Regions from separate parts of the Sus scrofa genome. Here region 1 is linked to region 2. Evidence: chromatin contacts called from public HiChIP or PLAC-seq data. All regions are on one chromosome and are shown on one strand. The core of a region is the stretch at or near the end of the contact, and the rest is flanking DNA. Distances in the headings are between cores, read along the strand shown. Region 1 overlaps ST3GAL3 (ST3 beta-galactoside alpha-2,3-sialyltransferase 3). Region 2 holds the start of SLC6A9 (sodium- and chloride-dependent glycine transporter 1).

What was found. HiChIP or PLAC-seq counts read pairs in DNA pulled down with a chosen protein or histone mark.
Region 1: an H3K27ac HiChIP or PLAC-seq map of alveolar macrophages shows a contact between it and region 2. The contact joins the enhancer-like site here to the promoter of SLC6A9 in region 2. A contact is called at or near these places in 10 of 47 Hi-C or Micro-C datasets (brain, embryonic fibroblasts, fetal heart ventricle and 5 more) and 1 of 2 datasets of contacts at active chromatin or transcription factors (alveolar macrophages).

Annotation. Positions count from the first base shown.
Region 1 is chr6:167,518,320-167,523,356 of Sscrofa11.1, forward strand. All of the region lies in intron 1 of ST3GAL3 (ST3 beta-galactoside alpha-2,3-sialyltransferase 3), which reads right to left. Among named protein-coding and RNA genes, the nearest start is that of ST3GAL3, 38 kb to the right of the region's middle. Within about 2 kb of position 1,367, at least 8 of the 83 cell types and tissues checked have an H3K27ac peak or open chromatin away from gene starts, as enhancers often do. A contact at or near this core is called in alveolar macrophages, where this site is marked.
Region 2 is chr6:167,264,673-167,269,658 of Sscrofa11.1, forward strand. It overlaps SLC6A9 (sodium- and chloride-dependent glycine transporter 1), which reads left to right and starts at 2,521. Exons shown (of 15, transcript XM_021096817.1): 1 at 2,521-3,566; 2 at 3,656-3,740.

The sequences.
Region 1 (5,037 bases), core at 117-2,616, 250 kb after region 2:
TCTTTTCTAATCAAAAATAAAAACACAGGAGTTTCCATCTTGGTTCAGCAGAAATAAACCTGACTAGCAACCACGAGGATGCAGGTTCCATCCCTGGCCTTGCCCAGTGGGTTAAGGATCCGGTGCTGCCGTGAGCTGTGGTGTAGGTCCCAGATGCCGCTCGGATCCCGCGTTGCTGTGGCCGTGGCGGAGGCCAGTGGCTGTAGCTCCGATGTGACCCCTAGCCTGGGAACCTCCATATGCCTCAGGTGTGGCCCTAAAAAGACCAAAAATAAATAAATAAATACGCAAAATCACAATGGGATGGAAGTTCTAAAATTAAGACTCTACAAAAACTCAGGATGTGCTATAGTATTAAAAGACTAACTCTCTGCAAGAAAGTAAGAGACCACAACCACCCTGAGAGCCCCTCTAAGAAAAGGATCTCTGAAGTCATCTTAAAGGAAATAGCACCACCTTGCTTGTAATCAAGTGAAAAATTAGTCAATATATAACAAAGCGCCACCGAACAAAAATTATGGAGGGCCCAGCATCCCTGTGTACTGTTATCTGGTCATCAGAGCCGTCACTTCCGTGCCTGTCACGACACCGTGCCAAGAGCTTTAAATGAACCATCTCACTGCATCTCCCTAACTAGTACTGCAGGTGACAAGATGAACCGCCTCACTGCATCTCCCTAACTAGTACTGCAGGTGACAAGATGAACCGCCTCACTGCATCTCCCTAACTAGTACTGCAGGTGACAAGATGAACCGCCTCACTGCATCTCCCTAACTAGTACTGCAGGTGACAAGATGAACCGTCTCACTGCATCTCCCTAACTAGTACTGCAGGTGACAAGATGAACCGCCTCACTGCATCTCCCTAACTAGTACTGCAGGTGATAAGATGAACCGTCTCACTGCATCTCCTTAACTAGTACTGCAGGTGATAAGACTCAGGGTCACTCAGGGTAAATAAATTAGCCAAGGTCACAGAGCTGGAGTCAAAGTGAGGTCCTGTTTACTCTGAAGCCTCTCGGCCCTCTAGGAAGTCTAGCATATTCTGGCCTACTGCATATACATCTAGTGCATTGAAGCTCTGAGGCGGGTTAAGCAGACAACCAGTTCAGTAAATAATTTGGGGGGGGTGGAGCAAGAGGCCAGGTATTTATGATTCCAAAATCCCTTTCTCTTTTCTCATCCCTCTACTGCCTCCACTGGTGACAGGCACAAGCCCTGCCTTTAGGTGTACACAGCCTAGCGACCGAATTAGTGGAAGACCAATGCCAGGCACAATTATGCCAGAAAGATCGAAGCACAAAGCCTGCAGAGGCAACCAAAAGGTTCTTCTGCCCTCTTGTGGCTCAGGGAGACGGCTACATACAAAGGTCCTTTAAAAAGCTAAAACGCCATATAAAGGCACTTGGCAGTCAGACAGAACAGCAGGAGGCAACGGTGATTGGCTCAAAATGGAGAGATTTAATATCTCACAAATTTGATTATGCCAATTACAGCTTGCAATAAGAAAGAACACTAGAGTTCAGAGAAAACCAACACAGAGTACTCTGCCGTGAGAACACAGTAGGCAGCCACATCCTTTGGGAAGGCTGATAAAAGTTGAAGGCATTCTAAAGCTCCTGATCCTTGCTTTTCACACTTAACAATGTATTTTCGAGCTCCTTTCGTATCAGCACATTCAGAGCCTCCTCACATTATTCAGATGCAAAGCACCCCACTGGACGGCTCAACTGGCCCCTGCTGCTGTCCGAAGCTGCTTCCAAACTCCTGCTATTAAAAACAATGCTGCAGAGTTCCTGGGGTGGCTCAACGATAACAAACCTGACTCGTACCCATGAGGACTCGGGCTTAATCCCTGGCCCCGCTCGGAGGGTTGAGGATCCGGCCTTGCTGTGAGCTGTGGTGTAGATCGTGGACGCGGCTTGGATCTGGCATGGCTGTGGCTGTGGTGTAGACCAGCAGCTGCAGCTCCCATTCGACCCCTATCCTGGGAACCTCCATATGCCGCAGATGTGGCCCTAAAAATAAAACCGAACAATCAAATAAATAAAAACAGTGATGCAAAAAGCGAACCAACAGTGCTCATGTGGATAATCCGACACACGGATCATTTTGCCAACGTGCCAGTGTACTTCATACCTGCGGGGGAATCTCTGGAAGTGGAAAGGCCGGGTCAAAGGGCACGTGCAAGCCTGGGCACCACTTCCTTTTTGAAACTCCTTCCTCTGACTTTCCCTCCTGTCTCTCTGGCTGTCCCTTCTTAGGCGTCTTCCATGCTTTCTTTTTTTTTTTTTTTTTTTTTTTTTTTTTTGCTTTTTTTTCAGGGCTGCTCCTGTGGCATATGGAGGTTCCCAGGATAGGGGTCGAATCAGAACTACAGCTGCTGGCCTACACCACAGCCACAGCAACGCAGCATCCAAGTCGCGTCTGTGACCTACACCACAGCTCATGACACTGAGTGAGGCCAGGGATCGAACCCGCAACCTCATGCTACCTAGTTGGATTCGTTCCTGCTGCGCCATGACAGGAACTCCCCATGATTTCTTAAAAGTGTAAGAAACACCGTTTATTCCGGGTGACTTTCTAAGAGGTGACCACCTGTCACTCACCCTTTAGATGCTGCTGCCCCCGGGATTTGGTCCTTTGTCTCTTTTATCCTACATGCTCTCCTAGCTACCACTTCTCCTCCCCCAAGGCAGCCAAAGTTATCGTCATCAGGTTTTATGCTTTGTTATTTTACACATATTTATGCAAATCTATATGTACTATGTGCCTGTGTATGTAGAAACATGAATATACATGCACAAGACTCCCCCCCTTGCTATGTAAATACATATTATATTGGTATATAAATGGTACTAACCCAAATCGAAACAATTTTAAGGGGATGCTGCCAAGCAGCAATTTTCACAGGAGAAAACTGTGGCCCGCAAACCTTCTTCAACCTATAATTACCTGCCAGACAACTGGAGTGAACCCACAGGGGAGGACCAGAGCAGAGCAGTATGGTCTTGCACCCTAGCCTCCTGCTTCAAATGGTCTCACAAAGTAGCCACACACTAATTCAAGGGCTAGAGAAAGGACAGAGCAGAGGCCAGCAAATAAAAGATCAGAGTCTTCGGCAGCTGTGGCTACTTACCAATGAAAGGTTTTTGTTTGATTTTTTTTTTTTTCAACGCAAGTTGTCTAACCACACAGAAGTGGAAAGAATATAATGAGCCCCACCCCACAGATTAAACAACTAAACACCTGGTTTCCCGGTGTGGTTCTCCTTCCCTACCCTCCCGCACCCTCTTTATTTCTCCTTCTCCCTTTTTGGGCCGCATTATTTCAAAACACGCCCCTGACATCACGCTACTTCATCCCTGAATACTTTGTGCAGACAGGATTCTAACACACAGAGACATTTCCCACCTGACCACAGTATCATCGCATCCAACAAAGTTAATAGCTTCTCAATGCCATCCAGAGCTCAGTACACATTCATCTTTCCTAAGCCATCTCCAAGAAAATCTTTTTATACTTGGCTCCTTAGGTTTTGAGGGAACTGTGCCGCTAAAGAAATTCCAAGCCCAGCCTGCAACAGCCTGTGGTTATTAAGTCTTAAAAGAATTCCCAGGCTCCCAAATGCCCACCAACAGGAAATGAACTGCCAGAGCTATACAGCTCCCAGGAGGGGCCTTCGTCCCACTGCCCATCCCGATGTGGCCTTGACAGATGATGGCCAAGGAAGAACCATTCTATACCCTTCAGCTATCATCCGCCTTTCCCTCAGTCCTAAGCAAGCACTAACCTACTTTCTACAAGTTTGCCTCTTTACGATATTTCATACAATACGTGCTCCTTGGCAACTGGTTTCTTTCACTTAGCATAATGTTTCAAAGTTCACTCATATTGTAGGATACATCAGAACCTCATTCCCTCTTAAAACTGGTGAATAGGAGTTCCCATCATGGCGCAGCCAATGACGAACCCAACTGAGAACCATGAGGGTGCGGGTTCAATCCCTGACCCCACTCAGTGGGTTAAGGATCGGTGTTGCCGTGAGCTGTGGTGTAGGTCAAAGAGGCAGCTCAGATCCTGCGCTGCTGTGGCTGTGGTGCAGGCCGGCAGCTGTAGCTCTGATTAGACCCCTAGCCTGGCAACCTCCATGTGCAGCAGGTGCAGGCCTAAAAAAAATAAGCGAACAAACAAAACCTGGTGAATAATATTGCACTGTATGGATAAGACATATTTTATCTATATGTGCACCAGTTAGTGGATATTTAGGTTGTTTCTGCTGCGGGGCTCTTGTGACTAATGATCCCGTGGATGTTGGTGTGCAAGTTTTAACCAGGACACACGTTTTCACTTCTCTTGAGTTTGCGCCTAGAAGTCCAACTGCTGGGTCAAACGGTAACTGTAACCTTTCAAAGAACTGCAGCCTCTTTTGCAAAGTGGCTCTATCATTTTATACTCCCGCCAGCAGTGAGGGAGGGTTTCAGCTGTCCACGTCATCGCCAACACTGTCATTGTGATTACAGCCCTCCTCGTGGGTGTTAGGCAGTATCTTGTGATTGTGATTTACACTGCCCTAGTGACTAACGACACACACGCATCATTCGTCATTTATATATTACCATCCCTGGAAAAATACCTATTCAGATATGTTGTCCATTTTTACGGTGGAATTCTTTTTATATTTTTATTGAGCTATGAGCGTTGGGTTTCTATCTCCCCCCATCTTTTCCACCGAGAATAAAAGGTTCCTACTGCCTAAAAGAGTATTGATTATTCTTTTTCCATAGCAGGAGCCAACCGCCAGAAGTAGTTTCAAACCCATCCAAATGAATCAATGATAACTTCACACCATTCATTACACAAGCTTTTGAAAGCCAGACAACAACAGCAGTTTCACTTCAATGCCTGTGCTTCCGAAACTCAACGAGCCTCACTCAGAAAACTGGGAACCCAGAGCTAAAGGCCAACCGGTCCCTAAATGCGCTTCCTCCTGGAAGCCCACCACTCCCCGAGCGCCCGTTCTCAAGACTGCCATTGG
Region 2 (4,986 bases), core at 1,271-3,770:
AGACCAGCCACGGGGGCGGGGGGGTTGTCCCTCCCCATAATGTCAGGGCTCCCTATGATGTCATCACTTGCAGTCACATCTTGGCTTTGCCCCTTATTCAAGTCTGAAGGGGTTACTCAGACCGGAGTCTTACCCAGGCTGCAGGTCAGCAAGCCGGGTTGGGCTGGGCTGGGAAGAGGGGGTCACAGGATCCTCCCCAGGGTGGATGGCTATTTTTGGTGCTGGCTGCTCCGCTTATAGCCACTCCTCTGAATCCGAAGAGGCTCTGGGTTCAGCGGGGCAGGGGCAGTGGGAGGCATCTCCAGTCCCTCGACGGCTTCAGCCTCCAGCTCTGAACCGGCCCCCTGCTTCCCACAGGGAGGCCTGATCCTGGGGCAGAGCCCTTCCATCCCGCCCCTTAGGAAAGCAGGGAGCCAGGAGGGATGATAAGGGTGGCCAGACGGAGACTCGGGCCGGCCCGCTCTGACGGTCAGGCATGTCCACTTGCAGACAGTCTGTGCTCACGACCCTATCACAGGCCCGCAACCCTTCATTCTCAAGGCTACGCCCTTGGCCACACACTGGCTACAGAGATGGGCTGCCCCACACTGGGGTGTGACACGGTCTCACATTCCACAAAGGAGAGCAGGAATTCCTTTTCTCTCAAGGCTGAGTTCCTCGAAATGGGCTCAATTCCCAGCACAGGGTGGATGCACACTCAGACGGGGTGAGTAAATGGACATTCACTTACATGGGGTCACGTGACTGGGGGGCGGGGCTGGAGGCCGACGGAGCATCCATCGAGGAAGTAATCGCCTCCGCTTCCAGCACCACCCCGTCCCAGCTTCCTCGAGGGCCACTCCGCAGATAATGCCTGCCCTGAAGCGACCGGGTCGCCACCGCTCCCGCCGCTCCAGCTTCCTTTCCGGTGAAGTGGGACATGGGCCCCCTGTGAGCTGGACGTTAGGGACATCAGGTGGTCAAGTTGTCAGGCCCCCTGGGCACTAGGCCCCCTGGGTGGTGGACACGGGGGCTCTGGGTGCGGAGAACTCTGGATTTCAGGTTCTCGGCAGGGTTGGGGGCTCTGGCAATGGGAATTCTGGACTTTGGGATTTCCAAGATATGTAAGAATCGGAACATTGAAATGCTCTGGAAATCAGGGCTGCACCCCAGGCAGGGCCAAAGTCAGTGTTTCTGAGCTGTGTGCCTAATTTTACCTGTAGCTGCTGGGATCCAGTCTGGACCCTGCTCCGATTCCCATAATTGGCTCATGCTGTCCCCGTGGACCAGGGCCAAAGAAAGCACAACAGGATGGCCTGAAGGGCACGTGGTGCCCCAGAGACAGCTCTTGGGTCTGGAACCGATCTATCCCACTCCCTTGCATTGTGACAGGGCGGGGAAGGTGCCAGGCACTGACCACTACAAGTTCAAGGGAGGAAGAATCTGAGAGCAGAGCCCAGCTGCTGAGGCTGGGGCTCCACGCCCTGTCAGGCCAGGCTGCAACTCAAAGCCACATCCAGCCTCCCCCACCATCTCCGCAGGGCCCCTCAGCACTCCTCCACCAAGGTGCCCAGCGCTGCCAGCTGCCACAGTGCCTTCCAGAAGCGGCGCGAGTCTGGTCTTATCCTATCCCACCAGACTTACACCTAAGCATACTCCCCCGGGGCCCAGCAGAGGCCTTGATCTTGCAGGCTGATGATGACAAGTGAAACCAGTCAGCATTAGGGGATCTGACCCCGGGCCCAGCCCTCCCAGGAAATAGCGCTGCAACTGGAGCTCCTGAGACACGCCCTGGCCCGCAGTGGGTGGGGCCCAGCCACCGAGCTGCCCCTCCTCTTGCTGCCCTGCCCCAGGAAGAAGCTCACCAGCCAGCGAAGATGTCTGACCCCATCAGTCCTCCTCTCGGTCCTCTGGCCCAATGCCCCTCCTCTCCCCACAGTGGTCCAGGCTGCCGGTGCCCTTCCCACCCCGTGGGCCAGCTGCCCAGGGCCGGGAGCTCACAGCTGGGGATGGAGGCCATCCCAGCTCTGACCTGGGCTAGGCCCAAACCTACCTCCCTTGGGGCCTCCTTCTGGTTGGAAAAAAACGGCTACTTTAGTCCCTGCCTCGTGGAGACGGCTTTTCAAACCAGAACCTTTTCACATAAGCTTCTCCCAGGGACTCAACTCACTGTGTGGCTGCCTGAAGCCCTTTCTAGATCAAGGTGGGTAACATACACACATCTGTAAATCTCTCCAGATGAACGCAAACATGCTTTGTGTTACATCAGCTGCCTGGCACAACCCACGCGGGCAACGTCTCCAACTTGCCCAGACACCCCAGGGAAAAATCTCTTTTACCCACCGCATGGGTTAAAGCGTGAGGCTGCCTCCCTGTCCCCAGATTAATCCCCAAACTCTTTCTCCCGAATAGAGGCTCAGGGGACTGAATTCTGAGCACCCCCCCCTCTTCTTCCACCCCCACCTCCCCCCGACCCCCAGCCACAGGTCTTGACAGTCTCTGGGAGACTGGCAGTGAGCATCTGGCAGTCTGTCTGTCTCCCTTCATATGGAGTCCGAAGCGTGAGGGGGGACGCCCCACTGTCCCTGGCCATGGCAGTCCCAGAAGCTTCACTGATCTTCAGTGCCCTCTTCGCAGCCCCCAGCCCACCCCCAGTCTACTGGAGGAAAGTTGGCCATTTGCCATCGTCTCAGCCTCTTCCTCACCCCATTCCACTACCTGGGGACTCTTTCAACAGCCTCCCTCCCGCCTTCCCCGTGTGGCAGCCCTTTTTGACAAGCCCCAGGGGGAGGGAGGGAAGGAGGGAGAGACCAGCAATTAAATTTACGTCCTATGCGGTGGGGTGGGGCTTGGATCACCCGTGCCGGCCCCCACCCAGAGCCAGGCACGCACACCCATACATACCACTACACAGAGCTGCTGCAGTGCCCACTGTCACTCCTCCACAAACACAGATCCACCTACACAAATCCACGGGGGCAGGGGGCACAGGCTCCACAGCCTGCTCAGGGAGCGGCGAGTGCGCGCACACAAGACACCTGCAACTCGTTCACAGGAGAATAAAAATCACAAACATGCTATACCTGCCAGGTTTGGGAACAAAGTAACAATGAAAATAATCTTGCTGATGAGAATAATGTCTCCAGACCTCCCCAGATCTGATTACATCCCTAATGTGAACAGGTTATAAGTTCCGAGTTGGCAGAGCCCGGGGGGGATGCCTTGTGCAATGGACGGCATGTGTAGCCTGAGAACTGCCTTGGCAAGAAGTGTCTGTGCCTGACACCTGTTATACTGCCCAGTGCCTCTGACAGTAAATTAATAACGTGGAATCTCACTCTTCAATTGATCTTGTGGGAGTTTCGCATGTGTGAATCAGCTTCTTAGAGGCTGACTATCCCCAGGGAACAAATAAAACTGGTTTCCTGGCCAGATGACAGTGAGGCTAGAATCAGGGTGCAGAGAAGAGACCATCTCTCCAGGTTGGTGCCCTCCCTGAGCAGAGGGCACTCTGCCGGGGGGCAACAGTGGTTCCCTGACAGCCAGTACGAAAGGCCCCTTCTTCTTGAAAGCTGGTGGCTCTTAAGGTAAGCAAATATGGGAGCTCCTTTCCACCAACCGCCAAGTATTGCTGCCCAAAGGCAGCCTGGAGCAATATGTTTTGTGCATTTTACAGGACAGGAAACAGGCTCCGCAAAGCTCCCTCTGCCAAAGTCTCTGCTTTAGCTGGAACTGGAACCCAGGTCTGTCTCCCTGGGGAGGTAAGTGGGGGTCCAGGTTGGTATCTGCAGCCCCTGTAACAATATGGCCAGCATAGAGCTGACCAAACCAATTTAGGGGAGGGTCAGTGGAGAAAGGACCCCCAGGCCTCGCGTCCCAAGGAGTAGGACCCAGGCCTTACCCAGCTGTGCCCACAGTCCCTAGCGGCGCTGCTCCAAAGGGAATGGAATTTGCTCTGACTTCTCTCTAGGGGGAACGCAGGCGCAGAAGGCCGGGGGCCTGGCAGGCTAACTCCAGCCTCAGCCCCCCCCCCCAAGTGCCCCGGCCTTCTGGCTTCATTCCAGCCCTACCCGAAGGGGACGACATCTGCTTCCTCCAAGGGCCCCAGCTGGAGGGCAGCGAGGCAAAGGTGGAGAAGGGGGCTCCTTGGCAGTGCGCACTTCCAGGGGTTCGCGGGGATCAATCATCTGAAAGCTAGAGAGACTGCAATTTTATTCTGTGGGAGGAGGAGCCTGAGAAGTCGGACGGGGGTGGGGATGAGATGGGGGCGGAGGGGGATGGCAGAGCGGCCAGGGGTGCAGTTCAGAGAGGGGAGGGACTTGGCTAGGTCTCCCAAGCCTTCTCCACTCTCCAAACTTTCACCAAACTCTTTGCCCCCGCCTCCCCGAAACCAAAACACAACAAGCTCAGGAGGAGCGGCGAACGGCGCGGCGGGGCGGGCAGACTTGCGGCGGCACTGAGCCTCGGGAGGCTGATGCAACTTTCCCTTTAAGAAAGCCACCTGGGCGCACCGCGGTGCGGACCCGGCACGCCTGGGCCGGGGGCTGCAGCATGGTAAGGGGGCTGAGGGAAGGGGGCGCTGCGGCCCCAGCCTCTGACTGTCCTGCCTTGGGTCTGGATGTTTGGTGGCTCAGCGAGGCTGAGCCCCAGAACCAGCGAGAGAGAGAGAGAGCGAGCGAGCGTGTGTGTGTGTGTGTGTGTGTGTGTGTGTGTGTGTGTGATCGCGCATGCATGCGGGCATCTGTAGGCAAGAGTATGGGTGCACGCACGGGGATGTCTGTCTCGCCAGAGAGGTCGGGGTAGGTGCGCGCGTCTGGGTGTCACCACTGTCACCAAGGAGCTGAAGCGGGAGGGAACGGCGGCGCGGGGCGGGTGGCGGAGGGGGGGTAGGCTCTCGGGTGATGGGGAGCTGCGCGCCGACGCCGGCTCGGTCCCGGGCGGCGGGCGCTGGGATGTGAAGGCAGCGCCGGAACCAGAGCGTCTGTCTAAGGCGCCAGTGGGTCTGCG